Regions from separate parts of the Mus musculus genome. Here region 1 is linked to region 2. A link is a contact called in public HiChIP or PLAC-seq data. All regions are on one chromosome and are shown on one strand. Each heading gives the region's core, a stretch centred on a gene start, on an enhancer-like site or on the middle of the called end of the contact. The rest is flanking DNA. Distances are from core to core; before and after follow the strand shown.

Region 1 (3,835 bases), core at 726-3,225, 150 kb before region 2:
CAAGAGAGTCCAGAGCTGGTGATGTGACTCGGTTGGTACAGTGCTGGCCTAACCTGCTCGAAATCCTAGGTTTGCTCCCCCAACACAGCCTGAACCAGGTATGGCAGCACACTTGTAATGGCTCCAATGTGGAGCATGGAGACCAGAAGTTTAAGGCCATCCCTGGGTACACAGAGAACTCAAGCCAGCCTGAGCTACAAGAGACCTTGTCTCAGAGAAGAAAAGAAAACCTCTGCAAGTAGCCACCATAGAACTCAAAGTCACAGATGCTAAGCAAGAATTCTGCTGGAATACTCTCCTAGCCTCTGTGTGTGTGTGTGTGTGTGTGTGTGTGTCTGTCTGTCTGTCTGTCTGTCTGTCTCTGTACATATTTGTACGTGTTTGTGTCTGTGCCCCCAATCAGGTCTAGCCACTCGTCCTCAACAAGCCAACTAAAACTCCCAAAGTAAAAGAGGAAATCAGAAAAAGAAGCTTTATTCGGTATGGCCACATTGGGAAGAGACATGAAGTGATCCATCAAGTCCCTCAAGTCAGTCTCCTGGGTCCTGAAGTGAGATCAAAGTTTTGGTTTTTCGGGACAGGGTTTCTCTGTGTAGCCCTGGATGTCCTGGAACTCTCTCTGTAGACCAGGCTGGCCTCGAACTCAGAGATCTGCCTGCCTCTGCCTCCCGAGTTCTAGGATCAAAGGCGTGATAGAGGGTAAAACATCTAAGTGTTCCTGGTCAAGGTATGGTCCTGCCTACCAGCCCACTATTATCTGGATTTCAGTGTCGTTGTATAAAGTGCTCGAACAAATTATTACAACTGTTTGAAATCTCTTTCTAGGACACAGGTTTCCCCTCTGCCTGAAGCCCTTTCTTCTCTCAGCATGAGATTCCTGGAGACTTTTCCATTTCTTTGGAGTTCATTGTTACAGTAGTCTGCTAATCTGATTGAGGGACAATGGTGTCTATTAAGAGTATCTTCTTTTCTGCCAGGTAGGTTACAGTAAGGATTATAGTCAACCCCACTAAAGATTCCACTCTTCCTTTTCCTCCTCCTCTCCCTCCTCCTCCTCTTCCTTTTCCTCCTCCTCTTCCTCCTCTTCCTCTTCCTCCTCCTCCTCTTTTGATACATGCCTCACTCAGTTCCCCCAAATGGGCCTTGAACACAGTCTGTGACCAGTGCAGGCCCTGAACTTGTGGTCTTCCTGACTCAGCCTCCATCCACGCTGAACTGAAATCTCCTCTGGAGCTCAGACTGGCCCCAAACTGGTAGCATTCCCCTTTACTGTGTAATGTTGGACTTACAGGCATGAGCCACCATAACCTGGATCAAATACACTTTAATATTGAATCTACAGAAGATATGCAACTTTGTAGGGGCATGAAGGCCAGACAATCAAGCCACAAAGTCAAACAATTAGGAAGTATATGCCAAGAGATATTGCTCTTGAGCTGTGCATAGATACTGCACACCAAGTTGTCCTGGGATCTTCTCGATACAAGAGCACATACTCCCCGCACATACTCTCCTCTCCTGCTACCAATTGTATGACTGAATGTGTAAACTTACTGAAAAGGGACACGCCATTTACAAAGCCTATTCACAAAGATGCATTTCTTGCCACCATCGAGAGTTTTGTTCTGGACCTCTGCAATTCAATAAATTCCAGTGGATTTTTGCTGCTGTTTCTTTGTTTGTTTGTTTTGTTTTCAGGTTGTTTTTTTTTTTTTTGGGGGGGTTGGGTTTCACTAATACATGGCTCAAATAAGGAGAGACAGTATAAAATGGCCATAGAGCCTGAATAAAGCCTCCTTTGTTTGTGACTTCCAAAGGCAGCTCATTCATGTTTCAAGCAGGTAGTGGCATAAATACCTGATAGGTCACCCCAGACAAGGCAAGTCTATTTATTATACCCAGTGATTGCCAGCTCGTCCAGAAGGCTGCAGCATATAACACTGTATTACCGCTAGATGGCAGTGATAGCGCTCAATACAGTAATTGGCTATGAAGCCTTCTTAGGCACTAGTATTCTTTCCATCAACGCGTGTATTCAGTGCCTACCAGGTACCCCGCACCAGAGGGAGCAGTTGGGATAAACAGGTTAATGGAAGAAGAGGCAACCCCTGCCCCCACAAACCCTATAGTCTAAGCAGAGAAATTAACAATGTGTGCACACATGAAATACCACCCTTCCATGATTAGGCAAGTGCTGGTGACTCAATGTGCAGAAGAACTGATGGCATGCTGGAGGAAAAAAAAAAAAGGTGAGCACAAGGTGAAGGAGCCCAGGAGGAAAGTAGGAGGTGAGAGACAGAAAGGGAGAGCCAAGGAGTAGACTTCCCTGATAGACAGTGGAGGGTGGTGGTCCCTGGAGCAGGGCCGGGCTTTGGGGGAGTCTTGGTCCTGAAGGAGACTCTGAAAATATGGAAATCACTGAGGGCGGAGGCCGTGACAACTGGATATTTGCTGTTTGGTAAGGTTGTACTGAACAAGAGCTAGTTTGCACTTAACTGGAAGGTTTGAATGCCTGAGGGTGCCGATGGGTTACAGAGACTTGGGTAGCAGAGGAAAGAGGGTTGCTGTGAGTCCCAAGCTGCCCTGGAGTACAGAGTAAGGCTCAGTCTCAAAAACAAAACAAGCAAGGGCCAAGGACAAGTAACAGTGATCCCCGAAGCCAGCTGAGGGAAAGGCAGATGGCTGGTCAGTCACCCAGTCTCCTGTGGCAAAGTGGGAGCTGAGACAGGAGGATCAGGACACCTAAAAACACCTCTGGGCCACTAGTCTGTTGTACAAGGCTACGCATGTACGTAAGTACGACCAAGAGAGACAGCCGTTTAAGGTAAGGTGGAAGGCAGGAACCGACTCCCAAAACCTGTCCTCTGACTTCCACATGTGTGAGTGTGCACGCATGCTCGGGCACACACACAGTACACATATATATGCAAAAATAAATACATTTTCGTTTGTTTGTTTTTCAAGACAGGGTTTCTCCGTGTAGCTCTGGTTGTCCTGGAACTCACTCTGTAGACCAGGCTGGCCTCGAACTCAGAAATCCACCCACCTCTGCCTCCTGAGTGCTGGGATTAAAGGCGTGTGCCACCACCACCCAGCAAATAAATACATTTTTAAGAGCAAAGCAAGGGACTGCTTGCGGCTCTGGCAGAGAACCCGGATTCAGCTCCCAGCACCCACATGGTGGCTCACCATCTTCTCTAACTCCAGGATCAGGACATCCAACTCTGATTCCTGGCCTCTGTCAACACTCCAACACACATTAGCACCCACAGACACACACAAATTAACCAAAAAAAAAAAAAAGAAAAGAAAAGAAAAAGAAAAAAAAGGTCTTTTAAAAATTAGTTAAAGAGCCGGGCATGGTGGCGCACGCCTTTAATCCCAGCACTCGGGAGGCAGAGGCAGGTGGATTTAAAAACAAACAAAAAATAGTTAAAGGGAAAAAACAAACAAACAGGAGTTACTGGAGACCAGAGAGAAAGGAGGAGTCACAGATCGGGGAAAGGTCAGTAGAGATAAAGGAACGGATAGACCTAAAATAGTAAAGAGAAATACGTTCATAGTATTCATTGTTGGGCTGGCCCAGACATATGACCAGTGTGGGACCCAGCCCTGTTGGGAAATGGAAACTGAACTTTCTACCTATGTCAGGAGTAGGCTGACTCCTTGTCTCAGCAAACAGCTTGACCACAGCCTCTTGCTTTCCCAAAGCCAGAGCCCACCCACCACCTTGTAAAATTTTGCTTACTGCAGTTCCATTGGCCTCCTGATAGTGCCCTTTTCCTTAACACTCTCTGGCAGCACTGGCCAAAAATTTAAACGACCCTATAAAACC
Region 2 (3,461 bases), core at 300-2,799:
TTAATACTCCTCTAGACTCAGCCTCCTGAGTGCTGGGATAAAGGACAGAATCATGGTTGTGCTCCATGCAGGCACCCTTACCTGGGATACTGACTATTCCATTTGAATGTGGATAGGTAGTGTATTTAGCCCGTTCTCTGCTCACTTGGGCTTTCTCAAAGGATTTTTTAAACACACACACACACACACACACACACACACACACGAGTGTGTCTTTAGCCTTCTAGAATTGTCTTTTAGATTTCCTGTGATCAGTGAGGTTGACGTACTTGGTTCAATCATTGACCTTTTTACGCCTGCCTGCAGATGTGAAGGATCATGTTTAGGTTACAGGAGACAGAAAGTAAAAATCTGTCTTTTCACTTTGCTTTCCTACAGCGCCGTAAGCCCTGCTTACTTGAATGAATGTTTCCCATTGCAGATGGATCCTGACCAGGAATTACAAGGCTCTTGCCAAAGGGACCAGAGGCAGCACATCTGGCTTCCTTAATATCGTGATGGAGCTGAAAAAGTGCTGCAACCACTGTTATCTGATCAAAGCTCCCGAGGACAGCGAGAGGGAGAGCGGCCAGGAGGTCCTTCAGGTGAGCACCTCCTCTTGCTCGCACTCGCCCTCTGGAGTGAGTCAGGGCTGTTTTAGAGTTTTATTTGAAGTATAAGTATTCCTTCTCTTCCTTGATTATCCTTCAAGGAGTATCAAAGGAAGCTTTCAAAAACACAAGGAAAGCCAGACGTCAGTAGTGGCGTGGAATTGAGAGAGCCCTTGGATATGACAGGGGTGTTTGGATATGTGCTGGAGGCAGAAGCGACTTAAGTTTGAGAACAGCTTGTTCAAGGCTCACATGAGCTACATAGTGAGACCTTGTCTCCAAAGGAGCAAGCATGATGAGGAAACTCAGTAACAATGCTGGAAGTACATAGTAGCGTGGGTGCCGCGTTTAAAGAGCACTGTGTTTGAACATAACGAGTGAGATGTCTTCTGAATCTTCAGTCTCTAATTAGGAGCAGTGGGAAGCTGATCCTGTTAGACAAACTGTTGACAAGACTCCGAGAAAGGGGAAACAGAGTCCTTATCTTCTCTCAGATGGTGAGGATGTTGGATATCCTGGCCGAGTACCTGACTATCAAACACTATCCTTTCCAGGTAAGATGGCTCAGTGACTCTCTTCCCCCCAGAGTCTAACATTAAAGCTGCAGGCAGACCTGCTTTTCTTCTTGCCTTTAGATTACTCTGATGATAATGACCATGTGAAGGTCATACGTTTTAAAAAAACACTTTGTTGTTGTTGTTTGTGTTTTGTTTTTTTGAGACAGGATTTCACTGTGCAGCCATGGCTGTCCTGGAATTTACTATGTAGGCCAGGTGGCCTTGAACTCACATACTTGCCTTTGCCTTCCAAGTTCTGGGATTAAAGGCATGTGCCACTCTGCCTGGCAACACTTTATTATTAGAGAGAATAAGTGGATGAGGCCACATGGACAGGCGTGTGTACCATGGTTCCCGAATGGAGATGAGACGATAACTATGAGGACTTGATTTCTCTCTTTCCACTGTGAGATCTGAGCTTTAGCTCAGGTCCAGAGGCTTTTTACCTGCTAACCCTACGATCAGTAGCACTAAGGACAATGTAGAAGGAAAGATTAGCAACAAGAAAACTTGGCATGAGAAAAGTACCTGTGCTACCTGTCTTTATCTATTGTCAAAGTAGGTCGGAGGAAGTGTGAGTCTGAAATAGAGTCTCAGATTCTAAGAAGAAAAGAGGCAGCTTTGTTGTTTTATCTTAACCCTGTAGGGTGTGGCTTTGGTTTGAGGCTGGGAGCCAAGCAGGAGGAGTTCTTGAAACAAGTGGTAGTGACTTCTCAGCAGAGGTGACTTGATGCTTCTGTACAGTGGACTTTTATAGGCGGGATTTCTTCCTTCAGATGCTGTTGTGAGCCTGCCTTTGCAAATGCCTTTGGTTCCAGTCTCTGTGCAGATTTATTATAAGGTCAATAGCTCCCACGTGTGTACCTGTTATGGTTTAAGGGGCTGTGCCTCTCATGGCCTTGCAGGGATATAGGTCTTTGCAGACTCTGCCTGAGTCATCTTGACCTTTTGTAAAATCAAGGTTTCATCTTAAGGATGATTTTTAAGGGATGAAATGTGAAAGTAGTTCTACATGCTGAGACATGCCTTTTAATTACACAGTTCAGTATTTGCTTTGTGTATATATTTGGTAATTGCCCTGTACCTCAAAGTAATAAACTAACTAATAAAATAAATAACTAATAAAAAATTATATGCTTGAGTCAGTGCCTGAGACTTGAGTTGATGATACAGTTTTACTATTTGAATAGTTTATAGTGATTTTAGATGTAAATTTTAGAAAAATCTCCATATATGGTCAATTAATTTTGAACGTTTTCAGTAGTTTCCAAATGTGCTGTAGTTTGGTTTCTATAGCATTTAATGTTAAAAAGCTATGATGCCTAAGATGTATTGTTTTTCAGTAGGAGCCACTTACTAAGTGACTAGAGTTACTGTCTCCTCAGCACACGGGCTGGGTTTTCATCTCTTTCCTTGTGGGTTTTGGTAGACATTGTGATCCTTGGGTCAGCCTTTGAATTAGGAACTTGTGACCTTGCGTCTGTAACTGGAGAGCTGAGGTCGCAGCAGCCATGCTGTTTACACATACCTTCAGAGCCCTTTGCCAGCCATTCCCAGTTATTTTTACTCAGTGAAGTCTGGGAGGTGAAGGTTGCAAGCTTGGTGTTCTATTCTGAGTGTGGCCGATCTTCCTCACTCAAGACTTTTCTTGTGGTTTCCTTTTACAGCGCCTGGATGGTTCTATCAAGGGGGAAATCCGAAAGCAGGCACTGGATCACTTCAATGCAGATGGGTCTGAGGTACATTGTGCATGGCTTTAATATTTGCATAACTTGGACTTTGTATATGGGGGTGTCTTTCCAGTTTAACCAATTGTGTTAAACAATTTTGTAGCAGCCCTGTCCTGTCTTGACAAGAGACCAGGATACTCTCCTATTCTAAAAGATGCCTGGTTTTGTTGTTCCTCACTGGGCAAGCATGCACTGATTTCCGTCAGCTCCTCAGGCTGAACTAGTGATGCTTCCTACTGGCTTACCACATTTATGGGTTGAAAGAACAGGAAGGCAAGGGCATGATGGGCCAGTTCAGTAGAATGAACTTTGATACATACGCTGTCCAAGGTTCGTATCTGTATTTCTCTGGTCCTGATGCTTAAGTAGTCTGTTTGCCGAGTTTGAGTGACATCAACCTCTCAGTGTGATGCAGCCTAATGTTCTTTCTCTGCTACAGCTTTACATTACTTGATGTCCTGCCTGGACTTGGTTTTGCCAAGTGTTTTGTTGTGGTCGCATCCATATTAAAGCTTCTTTAACCAAGTTAGAGACCCTGAGTACATTTATATCTGCATATCAGTTGGTCAGATGACAGAGCTAGA

The links. HiChIP or PLAC-seq counts read pairs in DNA pulled down with a chosen protein or histone mark.
Region 1: a contact with region 2 is called in an H3K27ac HiChIP or PLAC-seq map of regulatory T cells, with 6 times the contacts expected there. The contact joins two enhancer-like sites. A contact is called at or near these places in 2 of 15 datasets of contacts at CTCF or cohesin (the NIH/3T3 cell line and large pre-B cells), 9 of 484 Hi-C or Micro-C datasets (CD4 T cells, the CH12 cell line, bone marrow-derived macrophages and 5 more), 32 of 115 datasets of contacts at active chromatin or transcription factors (the 230-238 cell line, CD8 T cells, the NIH/3T3 cell line and 22 more) and 4 of 9 other capture datasets (adipose tissue, embryonic stem cells, liver and 1 more).

Annotation. Positions count from the first base shown.
Region 1 is chr7:73,626,456-73,630,290 of GRCm38.p6, reverse strand. No RefSeq gene overlaps it. Among named protein-coding and RNA genes, the nearest start is that of Gm26176, 18 kb to the left of the region's middle. Within about 2 kb of position 1,975, at least 52 of the 459 cell types and tissues checked have an H3K27ac peak or open chromatin away from gene starts, as enhancers often do. A contact at or near this core is called in CD8 T cells, group 2 innate lymphoid cells, heart atrium and 1 more, where this site is marked.
Region 2 is chr7:73,478,084-73,481,544 of GRCm38.p6, reverse strand. Chd2 (chromodomain helicase DNA binding protein 2) reads left to right here. Exons shown (of 39, transcript NM_001081345.2): 18 at 422-584; 19 at 992-1,144; 20 at 2,815-2,886. Among named protein-coding and RNA genes, the nearest start is that of Chd2, 62 kb to the left of the region's middle. Within about 2 kb of position 1,549, at least 31 of the 459 cell types and tissues checked have an H3K27ac peak or open chromatin away from gene starts, as enhancers often do. A contact at or near this core is called in CD8 T cells, group 2 innate lymphoid cells, heart atrium and 1 more, where this site is marked.